4 separate regions of the Mus musculus genome follow, and regions 1, 2 and 4 are each linked to region 3. A link is a contact called in public HiChIP or PLAC-seq and promoter capture Hi-C data. All regions are on one chromosome and are shown on one strand. The core of a region is the stretch at or near the end of the contact, and the rest is flanking DNA. Distances in the headings are between cores, read along the strand shown. Region 1 holds the start of 4930402H24Rik (RIKEN cDNA 4930402H24 gene). Region 2 holds the start of Smox (spermine oxidase). Region 3 holds the start of Mavs (mitochondrial antiviral signaling protein). Region 4 overlaps Atrn (attractin).

Region 1 (2,837 bases), core at 77-2,576, 390 kb after region 3:
CTTCCATCTGGACATGATGATGCAGGCCTGTAATCTCAGAATTTAGGAGGTTGAAGCAAGAGTTCAAGGGTTCAAGTTCAGGGGTTCAAGGTCAGCCTAGGCTACATAAAACATACCAAATGGAGGAGGAAGGAAGAAGGTGAATATCACATTTGCTTGTAGAGAAAAGATGTATTCTCAAAGCTGATTAACAGAGCTGGAGATGTATATAATGACTGGGTGCGTAAAAGCTCGAGGTGTTTCAATAAATTGACTGTTTAGCAATTTACAGTCTCCTGGCTGTTAACAGTGGTCTACAGAACAAAGCAGCTAAGAAAGGCTCTTTCATTCGGAAGCCTGGTCATTGCGCTGCTGATTGGGCTGCTGTCAATGATTAGCTGGGTTTCAGAAGCTGTTGATAACTGGCTGATTTGGAAGCCCCTGAAGAGAGGCTGTCTCTGATTGGCTGATTTTCAGATACTGTGTTGGTTACCTCTAAACAATGGTTACACATTCACGAGTTGGGTCTGAAGGCAAAATTTTATTTTCCTTTAAGTATAAAAATAAGCATTTTAGTTCCTTCTCTTTTTCAAACCTGCAAGAGATACCTTGGGGATTGTTAAAATCTTTATGAGTGGAAGAAGGATTTTTTTCAGCCAGTACTATTTATAAATAATTCAAAGGCTGATCATTGTAGCAGGGAAACTAGTCTTGTGGTGTTATAATTTACCATGAAAAGATGAATTTAGGACACGTAGGACATCTTGACAAGGTCGATATGTGATGCTAAAGTAGACCTTGTATATAGTAAGCAACTCTCCACTTTATGCAGGAAGGAACTTGGGCTCTGAGATTTTTTCTGGCCCACCGACCCACAGCTGGAAACAATTCTATCCAGACTCTGAACTGCAAAGGCAGGCGTCTCCTGGGATACTGTGAGCACACTGATGCCAGTGCTCTCAACAGGCCGCATCGCTAAGGGGCCGAACGTTCCAAGGATGGATAGGCAACTGATGTGAAACAGATAACTGTAGCCAGGCAGCGGTCCAGGACACCTAGAGATAAAGCCAAATACAGACCAGAAGAAGCCTAGCCCGGCCCTCGCGGGAGCGAGACCCCGCCCCGGGCGCGTCCGCGAGCGTGGCTGTAGCTCCCGCAGAACCCTCACCGCACTGAGAGACCTTAGGGCCCGGAGGTGTGGTGTCCCGGAGCCTGCGCCTGGCGGCCCGCACCCCAAGTCCGTCTGGCTCCTCCGCAGCACGGTGCGGCGCTGGGCCGGACTCACACTGACGCCCCCGCTGCGCGCGCTCCCGCCCCGCCCCCGCGTGCCCGCGCGCGCCGACCCCGCCCCCTTGGCGCACCCTCGCTCCGCCCTGCCGCTGGCCCGCAGCGGTGCCGGCCCCAGCGACCCTCCGCGGCCCCCAGGTCCTACGCCGCCAGCCTCCATGGACTCGTTCGACCCCCAGCAGCTGGGGCTGTCCCCCGCGCGCTTCGCTGGCACCTTTGGCAGTGGGGCGGCCTCCGTCAGGTATGCCGCGTCGAGACAGCCGAGGGTGGCCCGGGATGCGCCTTGGGGCGGCTACGCCTCGGGCGGCAGGGCGTGGTCTGATATGGCTTCCTTGCGGAGGATTGTTTCAAACGGCTCTGAGAAGAACGTTTGCCCAGGGACAGGCGGCCTTCTGGAGGGACCCTGCTATGTCTGTAGCTCGACAACCCACTGCGGTTTCCGGGAAGACCCCATTGTGACATCCCCACCCCATGGACCGGTTTTCCCTTAAACCTTCCCCACCGACAGCCCACCGCTAGAGGCCCTGTGTTCACGCGAGTGGAGCTCCCGAAACTGCCGCGTAAACCCCTTTGCTCCTAGGTGTCCAGACCCTTTGCCCCAGACTGCCGCTCGATTATAGAGTTTCCAGTCCCCTGCGTGTACAGGGAACTCCGCTCACCTGTCCCTGGCCACTGCATCCAACCCCTTTCCCTTGGGGAGCACCTGTTTCAGGGGCTTGAAGGTCATTGGGGGCGCAGGAAGAAAAAGGAAACTGGATGGAGAGGGAAAAGGAGGCTCGGAACCCCCCAGAGCGGCTGACACTAGGTTCGTGATAAGGAGTGCGGGTGGACTGGAAGGGGAGTTGATATTAGGGAGTGCTGCCCTGCCCTTTTCCATACAGAAGATCTGTTTCCAATTTCTGCTCTCTGTCTTTGGGGCTGACCTTGATAGCCGTCCGGGCTTTGTTTGTGAAGGAGCTAGTATGCGGCTGCCAGAGAAACGCGGAGGTTGGAGTGGTGGAGGTGTTGCAGTAGGAGCCTATAAGAAAGGGAAGGGAGGAGTCATTGGGGTTTGGGTACTGCTAACCTGTCATTAAACCAGAAGAGGCCTTTTTTGTTTGCTTACTTGCAGCCATTTGGCAAAGCAATATGCTATTGTTCCCTTGAGTGGGGGTTGTCAACTAATATTAGAATAGCTTATCCTATTTTCTGTCTTTTTTTTTTTTTTTAATTGAGACCGGGTCTCACTGTAGACCAGGCTGACCTTGAACCCGAAAAGATCCACCTGCCTCTGCCTCCTGAATGCTGAGTCTGTGCCACCGTGTCTGGCCGGCTTTTTCTGTGTTCTTGATTGAGTGTTGTATTGTGTTCTCTCTCTCTCTCTCTCTCTCTCTCCTCTCTCATGTCTGTCTCTCTCTTCTCTCTCTCTCTGTCTGTGTGTGTGTGTTTCTTTCTAGTATTGAGGGTCAAATCCCAATACATTGCTTTTGCTGGACAAGTGCTATAGCACATCTAGCCTTGTGTTTTGTAGAGTTTTGTTGTCTTTTATCAAAACTATGAAGAATGAAAATGACTTTTTTTTTCCTAAGACA
Region 2 (2,873 bases), core at 63-2,562, 260 kb before region 3:
CCCTCAAGCATTTAACAGCAAAACTAAGGGGAAGGGGACAGGCTAGGGCAGGCTGGTAGAAGGGAGGAACTGGGGCACCCAGGGAAAGATACAACTCTAGGACAGAGCTTTCTAAAGACACTGCAAGGCAAGCAAAACCTGCTAGAGCGGCCCTGGATGGACTGCAGAAGGAAAGGGTGCCTGCTTCTTAGGGGCACTGCTTAAAGTCAGAACTTCCGAGGAGATCCTTGTGATGGGAATTGGGTGCCTGGCTGACGGGGGATGAGGTTCAAAGCCAAACAGGGAGACTGTGAAATGACGAGGGCGGACAAAGACTGTTCTCAAAACCTGCTGGGTAAGAAATGCCAGGGACATCTAAAGGGATGGTCACAGGGCCCAGGAGGAAGCGCGGCCCTTCAAGCCCTGTAATGCTCCTTCCTCTGTAAGAGGAAAGGGACAGAGGTAGCAGAACACAAATAAATGAGGGCCATTCAAACACTTTCTTGACCTTCTCTTTACCCCCAGCCTGGGTGACCTCCACTCAGCACCTGCTGTTTCCCCCACAAGCTCGGCCAAGTGGACCCCAGGCGGGACGGTGCTGTGCCACTATCAGTTGGCTCCTCCAACAACCTGTGGGCACGGCTCACGAAAGGGCCAGCCACGGCGCGGTTTGCTCAGGTGCAAGACCCAAAAGGTCCGCGCACCGCTCACCTGCTCCACAGCCGCGCCACCTCCAAGCCGGCGGCCGGCCTCGGCACCCCTTCCCGGCGAAGCGACTTGCTCCCTTCCCTTCGTCAGCCTGGCTCCGGCCAAGCCGGGCAGCCTGTGAGCCCCGGGGCAACCCGCGGGAGAGCGGCTCCCCACTCCTCCAGCTGTCCCAAGGAGACCGGCAGACGCCGGGCCGCCGCCGCCGCCGCCGCCGCCGCAAGCTGTGTTCCCTCCCCTCCACAGCGCACACCCTCCGGGCCGACCGAGTGCCTCGCCGGCTTTGTCTGCGCCGCCGCGCTGGGCGTCCGGAGGATGCGGCCCGGACCCCGGGGTCGCGGCCAGCCCGGGCAGCCTCTTCTGCCCACCGCCCGCCGCCGGCCTCCATCGGGAGCCCCTTGCCTACGAGGCTCGGTGGCTGTCCGAGCCCGGGTCGGGGAGGCCGCACGGTACCTTTCCTTGCGGAGCCCGGGAGCGTCTTCGCGAGCGGCCTCGGCCTCTCCGCCTCCCCTCCTCCGCAGCCACTGGGCTTCCTCCTGCAGCCGCCGCCGGGACCGTAGGGCCGAGCCAGCCGCCGGGGCCTGTGCGGGGGCCCCGCTCCGCCTCGCGTCCCCGGCCCACCCCGCCTGGGTGCTCCGCCCCGGGCCCGCCCACCGGGGGCGGGGAGCCCGAGGCCACCCAGCCTGGAGTTGCCCGCGGCACAGCCACCTGCACTCCCCTATCTCGCAAAAGGGACGCCTCACCCACCTATCCGCCCAGAAACAGAGCCAGCCCCGCGACGCCCCGCCCTGCAAAGCAGACGAGGTCTTCCGGCACTGTCAGAGCGCTGCGCCCACCTCAGTTTACCCAGACTCTGCCGCCCTTTTGAAAAGAAGAAAGGGCCCCTCTTGTCCTGGACTGTCTCTCGTCCTGCAGGTCTCAGGTGGGTGCCGGCGGGAACCAGGAACCTCAGGTGAAAGGAAAAGAATGCTCACATCCTCTCAGTACCCAGCCCATGTCCTGAAGTGGCCCTTTTTAAAAAGTGTATTTCCCTAGTAAAACCCTCAAACTTTTAATAAAAGCCAACGTTAATACTAGGTGGCACTTTTTCCTTTTTTCAAAAAAAAATTAATTGGTATCAATTATTTTTTAGCGGGCAATAGTGGCACATGCCTTTAATCTGGTGGTTCTCCAGCTTCCTAATGCTGACACACAGTTCCTCGTGTTGTAGTGACCCCCCAACCATAAAATTATTTCATTGCTACTTCGTAACTGTAATGTTGCTACTGTTATGAATTGAAACATAAATAAATATCTGACATGCGACCCCTATGAAAGGTCGTTGGAACCCTAAGGGATAGTAACCCACAGGTTTAGGACCACTGCGGAATCCCTCTAGAAGCAGGTGGATCTCTGAGTTCAAAGCCAGTCTGAACCACAGAGTAAGTGTAGGACAGCCAGAGTCAAACAGAGAAATCCTGTCTTGAACCACCCCCAACTCTCCCCCTCCACACACACACACAAAAGTAAGAAAATTATTTTTTATTCATCTCTGCACCTCCTAATCTGTTTTTTCGTATGTTTTGCTGGTACTACACCAGGTCAACACTTGGTCCGAGGGAATACAAGCCCCTGGTGGCCGCAGAGCCTCTACTCCGAACTGTGTCTCTGGAGGGGGCCCTCCCCTGATTTCAACCTGGAACCAGGCAATGCTGAGCACAGGTCGCTGTAGGTTCAGCCCGGAGAGATCCTGGATGTGGATCACATGCTCGTGATCCCAGCCTCAGAAGGCCATGTGGGGGGGGGGGGGGTACAGAGTTCAAGGCTAGCCTTGGCTACATACCAACTTCAAGGCCAGGCTGAGCCACACAGTGAAAGCCTGCCTCAAAGAAGCAAGAAGTAGAGATGTGGCTCAACAGCAGAACACACTTCTCAACATAGACAAGGCTCTGGGGCCAATCCCCAAAACTGAATTATATATATAATTCATATATATATATATATATATATATATATATATATGGCCTGGAAAGAGGTAGCCCTGCAAAAGTGGCTCTGATGGTCCCAGCCAAAGGGAACCAACCACCTAGGAGCCAATTTGGGTAGGGGACAAATGAATTTCTGGTGAAGTTTCTTCTTGTCAGAAAGGCTCTAGTCCTTCACCAAACTCGAAGTCCCTCTTCCCACCCCTCTTTAAAACACCACGCACT
Region 3 (2,766 bases), core at 150-2,649:
AACTACCAAATGCTACATTCCTACAAAGAGCTAAGGATGGAAGGCTGGGAGATCAAGGAGATAAGATTGAGGTCTGTTGAGCCTTCAGGGGATGAAAAATGAGGCCTCTGTAGAGGCCAGCCTGATGAAACCCTTCCTCCCCCTTTCCCAGGTCACCTAGAAAGATGTGACGATGAGGGAGTCAAATTATTGGTTTTCTGCAGTCCAACCACAACTCTGAATGCAGCCTGGGGGCGGGGAGTGGCATGGAGCCCCACCAAAAGCAGAGGAAGCTCACAGTTATTCATTTCTCGAAGGTTCTCTGTTAACAGAGGCAGCCTGAGGTCCTTTTACTTATGTCCTTTAACACAATCACAAGAGAGGAAGTGATACCAAGCTACACGGCTGACCTGCAGTGTGGAATTTGTACCCAGACTTGTTGCCATGACCTAACAGCATAGAGGTCCCTGCAGCAGGAAAACCACAAAGCCCCTCTTTACACCAAGGTCACTGCCTGGGGATGTGACTATAGGGTGAGAAGATGCAGCATTTAGGCTCTTTGAAGACATAAAAGTCTCTCAGACACAACTGGCATCAATGCTGCCCTTACTGACATTCACCTGAGTTCTGAGATCGAGGCTGAATGCCCTTCAAGTTTTTGAAGCTTCCCGGTATCCAAAGAACATTGTTTTCTGCTTTCTTTTGATTTCATCCTTTTCCTCAAACTTCTTTCTTATATCAGACCCTTTCTTATAACAGAAAGGGAGGTGGCAAGAGTGTCCTGGACACAGCAAAGCTTCCGACCTGACTTCCACAGAGCTTCTGTCCGGGTCGTGGAAATAAATATCCACACTCCCGAGGGACAAGTCTCCTGGCCTCGGACTAGATTCCTGTCGGGACTCAGGTCTCCAAGTGCAGGGAGGCTGTTTTGAACAGATGTTATTGCCTGCAACTGCCCAGATCCAGGATCAGGCCGTAGCCCGGACTGGCAGGCCTACTCCCTGGCGCGGCTGCCACAGGTCGTTGCTCGTAGCCAGGCCTCGCTCGAGTCACCAGGGCCTGGGAGAAGCAGGGGGCACTCCGAGGTTCTTTCTGTCCAGCCTGGGCAAACTCTCGGCACCACCTACCTGCTTGCTAAAGGTGCTGGATGCGGATCAAGGAACTGCCGGGGTCGCGAATCCGTGTGTGGCCGACCTCATTCTCCCCTAGTTCAGGAGCCTCTCCGACCCCACGCGCCCAGGCCCAGGGCGCCCATGCGGACTCCCAGGCGTAACTGGCCCTAGCCAAGGTTCCCTCCCTGAAGGATCTCAGTGAACACAGAGTCCTGAGCACCGACGCCCAGGCTGCAAACTTACCAAGAGAAACCAGACTAGGCAACAGGTTGACCGCGTTCGACTGTGCAGAGCCCTCGCAGATGAAGGGGGCGGGACGAAGCCAGCCACGCAGCTATTGGTCAGGCGTGGGGAGGAGGGGCGGGATCGGAAGCGCAGTCATTGGCCTGGCAGAGCCAGACTGTGATAGAGTTGGAAGTACGGCTGTTGGCTGGGCTGGGGATGCCTGGGCGGAGCTGAGCTAGGCCGGTCGCAGGGCCAGTGGATGAGTCCTGATGTTCCGGAGCGGCTGGTCTAGCGGCTGGTGCCCCGCAGGCCTTGCTTGAGGTCTCTTCTGATTTCCTGCAGGTGCATTAGGGAGATTGTTTCTTCCTGCTTAGTCTAGAACACTTTTCAGGGGAAGTCCAGATACCCAGAAAACTGCAGTTCTTAGATTCCGTTCCATTCCTCAGGCAAAGCAGATCTTCTAGCCAAGTACTGGAGGAGAGAGGGTCTTCATGTGATCTGCTCCTATGTCTCCAGTGCTCCATAAACGTAGTGTCGCACAAAATGTCATAGGGACATGAGTGCCTAGCCAGATGACACCAGCTGGGCTGGTAGGAACAGGATGCAGCAAAAGACTGCATCTATCTGGGGATATGCACCAAGCTACAACCGCTTATAGCTCCAACACCAGGGTAACCCGACTCCTCTGACCTCCACTGGCTTACAGAGACAAAGGAACGAAAGCTTTTCGCTTCCAGTCAATTCTTTCAACCAGAAGTAAAAAACGAACATAGTTAAAAAGAAATCAGTTACCTCAGCACGGCTAGATGGTAGAAATGTCTTATAACTCGATGTAGGTGGAGAGTACGCAGCTGGAGCACATGTAAAAATATATCAACTGGGGCTGGTGAGATGGCTCAGCAGGTAAGGGCACTTTTTGCCAAGCCAGAGATCTGAGTCTGACCACTGTAATCTGCATAATGGAAAGAGAACTAACTCCAAAAAGCATTGGCATTTATCACCCCTCCCATCATAAATATAAAACAGGAAAAAAGCTGAAAAATGCATCAATGACATACTTAATGCTATAATCTCCTATCTAATACAGTTTTAAAGACAAGCCTAAGGGAGCACTGAGGTTAGAGCTGCCACCATGCTGGAACTCTTTGAATGAAATTAGATTTTATTACTGTTTGTTTTAGTTAGGGTTCCCGTTGCTATGAAGAGACATCATGAGCATGGCAACTCTTAGAAAATTTAATTGGCATTTGCTTACAGTACAGAGGTTTAGTTCAATGTGGTCATGGCAGGAAGCAAGGTGAAGTAGGCACCATAGCAGGCAGACATGGTGCTGTAGAGGGGCGGAGAGTTCTGCCTCTGCATCCTCAGGCAGCAAGAAGGAAGAGCAAGTCACTGAGCCTAGGTGGAGCTTCTGAATTTCTTCAACAAGGCCACACCCACTCCAATAAAG
Region 4 (2,895 bases), core at 203-2,702, 270 kb after region 3:
AAGGAACCTCATCTGTTCCTTCTGGGCTGTGACAAACACGGATGCTTAGCCCCCACTTCCAAGATCCCACAACTCCACGCAAGTTTAATACTAATCCACAATGAGAAATTTGGTAGCTCACCTAAACTGGGCTTCAATTTTTCTAAGTCAACAAAGGACCAAATAAATATAGTGATTGTATGGCTCTGTATTCGTTACAGTGTCTGAAAACTTGACATTCCAATAACCAAAAAGAACACTAGGATTCATTTTTAATCCTACCACTGGTTCCCTGGGAATAACATGAATCAAGTTGGATTTAGTTAATAAAACTATTGCTTAAACTAAGCACAGCTGATATCTTCAGAAATTGTGAATCTCTCAGGTCACATGATGGGAGGGCGGGAGAGAAGGCTGCTAGGTAAATGCCATCTCCTCATCTAGCACCTCACAATCTCACTGCTTTCCCTCCTGTAATCCTCTCTCAATTAGAACAACTGTTAGACATAGGTGATCCCACACTGCTGACTGACAACACTGCAATGAAGGGAGAGCCATCGATTTCTCTCATGATCAAACTGCAACCATGACCTCTTACCAACCTCTAACATTTCCAATCCTGCCTAAAACTGAGATATTCAAACACATCACAGAAATTACACAAAATAAAATAAAATAAAAAATAAAAACACTGTTCAGACAGTCATTCCTGATTTTGATTCATGGATAAACTACATTTTATGACAAATTGTCGACCTCTCTGTGTTTGGGTAAAACTTAAGAATGTTTTAATAGACAATTCATTCAATTGTTACTATTACTATACATTAGTATGCAAATGCCCACACGTGCCTAACTCTGTGCTAGGAGAACACTAAGAACACACATGAGCTGGGGCAGATTCCACCAGCAAGGCCAGGTGACATGATACTTGCCAGATGAAAACCTCAAGAGGCATTTAGGGCTTTTTCTGAGGAAAGCATCAGATTGTAATTTAAGATAACACTCAAGTTAACAAGATATTTAAAAAATCTTTCCACTTTAGTCTCTAATCATACAATGGTCTTGCCACAATCCCCTATATACTTGTAAAACACTAAATAATCACATGATTAAAGATATCATCTTTCCCCACTATCTAGCTTCTAAACGGTCATTCTTCACAACTCCAGAATGGCACTTTTATCCTTTTCCTAATGCAAGTTAAATTACTTGTATTAGGAAACTCCAACAGAAAATTTGAATACCTGTAGGACTATATAATGTAAGCATTAGAGTATTAAAGAAAGAAGCAGAAAGCAGTAACAGAAGCAAAATAAGAAAAGTCAGCATCAGCAGGCTGTTAAGTTTCTCAATCTTAAAGCACACTTTCAAGTGACTAGGTAAAATGGCCATTCTGCATGTCCCTTATGGCAAATGCTGTGTTTGCAGAAGGCAAAATGCTGAGGTCAGAACTCAGGATCTTGTGCAAGCTAGATAAACACTCTATTGCTGGCCCACAACCCTAGTCCTTTGCATGTCCTTTACAGGACTAAGGTTCCTGGAGCAAATGGAAAAAGAGCTCTGCTGGTCAGAAAAGTATTCCTGAGCACACACCTGGATATAGTGCAGACTTCAGACTTGCTCTTTGACCCCATAACCTCCCAGTCCTATTCCCCTTACCTTATCGTGCACTTAGAACTGCCTTCTCTCCTTTTTTCTCCCCAAACCTCTTACCATTCAGATACAACTGTTAGGAAGTTGATATTAAAAATGAATATAAGATGTAAGACAGTAATAGAGCCTTTGCTTTCCAATTACCTGTTGTACAAGACTGCTGAATGGCCAAATCTGTTGACATCATGATGGAGCTCAGGTCTGGGAAGCACTGACCATCGGTCACAAGCTAAGGGGGAGAAAAACACATTTCAGAGTAGGTTGTCATATATAGTCCATGTGAACTCTCAGTCTTTATAGAAAAAAACATAAATTTTGAACCCAGCACTCAGAAGGCAGAAGCAGGAGGGTCTCTGTGCATTCAAGGCCAGCCTGTTCTACCTACTGAGTTTCAGACAGCCAGGTCAGAGAAACCCTGTCTCAAAAAAAAAAAAAAAAGGAAAACAAAGAATGCCTCATCCACAGCCTCATACCACATGCTTGTCTGTCTTTTAGTTATGTTATTATGTGTAAAGGAAAGCAGCAACAGCAGCAGCAATGTTTCAGGGCATGAAATAAATATACTGCACAGAACTTCTAATTAATGTAGTCATTCATCACCCACAACCCCCCTCCTGATGGTCACCACTCTGCTGTCTACCAGTTTTCCCTACCAGAATGTCTGCTTTAGTATTTGTGGTGCTAGGGATCAGTCCCAGGGCCTTGTGTATAGCAGGCAAGCACTCTACTGCTGAGATGCATCCCCGGAGCACCACAGTATTTTCTAACTTAAAATTTTTAATGCTAGGTATACAGCTATTTTAACTAGGGCACACATCTGTAATCCTAGCACTTGGGAAGGTGGAGCCAGGAGAACCAGGAGTTCAAAAGAGCCTCAGCTACAAGTACACAGCAAATCTGAGGCCTTTGCAGATAAGCTTTAATAAAAATGAACACACAGAGCACATATTTCACCTATGTCCTTCCTCAGCCGCCTGCACCCTAAATTAGGCTAAAGGATTTCTTTGTTGACAAGTCTGAAGGATTCTCCAGTCATTTTTAGCCACTCTTCTGGCCATTAACATATCTCACAGGTCATCAATCTCACCTATTTTCTCCCTGCTTCTCTGACACTCTCTTTAGTCTCTACTCTTGTTCAGACTCTGTTCTCCAACTGTCTCTGACTCTTGCTCATCTTTTATGCCCCACAATAACTCACCTCTCCTACAACCACCTCTCAGCAATCAGCTCTGTCCTAAAGACATCTCCAATTGGATATGC

What was found. Promoter capture Hi-C pulls out the DNA fragments that hold promoters and counts their contacts. HiChIP or PLAC-seq counts read pairs in DNA pulled down with a chosen protein or histone mark. Capture Hi-C pulls out chosen DNA fragments and counts their contacts.
Region 1: a contact with region 3 is called in a promoter capture Hi-C map of adipose tissue. The contact joins the promoter of 4930402H24Rik here to the promoter of Mavs in region 3. A contact is called at or near these places in 1 of 39 promoter capture datasets (liver) and 2 of 9 other capture datasets (adipose tissue and pancreatic islet).
Region 2: a promoter capture Hi-C map of erythroid cells shows a contact between it and region 3, with 4 times the contacts expected there. The contact joins the promoter of Smox here to the promoter of Mavs in region 3. A contact is called at or near these places in 5 of 39 promoter capture datasets (the 3T3-L1 cell line, erythroid cells, hippocampal neurons and 2 more), 1 of 484 Hi-C or Micro-C datasets (nephron progenitors), 8 of 115 datasets of contacts at active chromatin or transcription factors (bone marrow-derived macrophages, effector CD8 T cells, embryonic stem cells and 5 more) and 4 of 9 other capture datasets (adipose tissue, liver, macrophages and 1 more).
Region 4: a contact with region 3 is called in an H3K4me3 HiChIP or PLAC-seq map of bone marrow-derived macrophages, with 2.4 times the contacts expected there. The contact joins the enhancer-like site here to the promoter of Mavs in region 3. A contact is called at or near these places in 7 of 39 promoter capture datasets (3T3-L1-derived adipocytes, the C10 cell line, the HPC-7 cell line and 3 more), 1 of 15 datasets of contacts at CTCF or cohesin (the NIH/3T3 cell line), 9 of 484 Hi-C or Micro-C datasets (the G1E-ER4 cell line, the STO cell line, Th1 cells and 5 more), 5 of 115 datasets of contacts at active chromatin or transcription factors (bone marrow-derived macrophages, embryonic stem cells, fibro-adipogenic progenitors and 2 more) and 1 of 9 other capture datasets (embryonic stem cells).

Annotation. Positions count from the first base shown.
Region 1 is chr2:130,838,634-130,841,470 of GRCm38.p6, reverse strand. It overlaps 4930402H24Rik (RIKEN cDNA 4930402H24 gene), which reads left to right and starts at 1,326. Exons shown (of 37, transcript NM_029432.2): 1 at 1,326-1,507. The coding sequence starts at 1,425.
Region 2 is chr2:131,490,301-131,493,173 of GRCm38.p6, reverse strand. It overlaps Smox (spermine oxidase), which reads right to left and starts at 1,312. Exons shown (of 7, transcript NM_145533.2): 1 at 1,138-1,312. Gm30679 reads left to right here and starts at 898. Exons shown (of 2, transcript XM_030252306.1): 1 at 898-1,606. The coding sequence starts at 1,000.
Region 3 is chr2:131,232,696-131,235,461 of GRCm38.p6, reverse strand. It overlaps Mavs (mitochondrial antiviral signaling protein), which reads right to left and starts at 1,399. Exons shown (of 7, transcript NM_001206385.1): 1 at 1,335-1,399.
Region 4 is chr2:130,963,813-130,966,707 of GRCm38.p6, reverse strand. Atrn (attractin) reads right to left here. Exons shown (of 29, transcript NM_009730.3): 11 at 1,780-1,864. Among named protein-coding and RNA genes, the nearest start is that of Atrn, 59 kb to the right of the region's middle. Within about 2 kb of position 1,452, at least 6 of the 459 cell types and tissues checked have an H3K27ac peak or open chromatin away from gene starts, as enhancers often do. A contact at or near this core is called in bone marrow-derived macrophages, where this site is marked.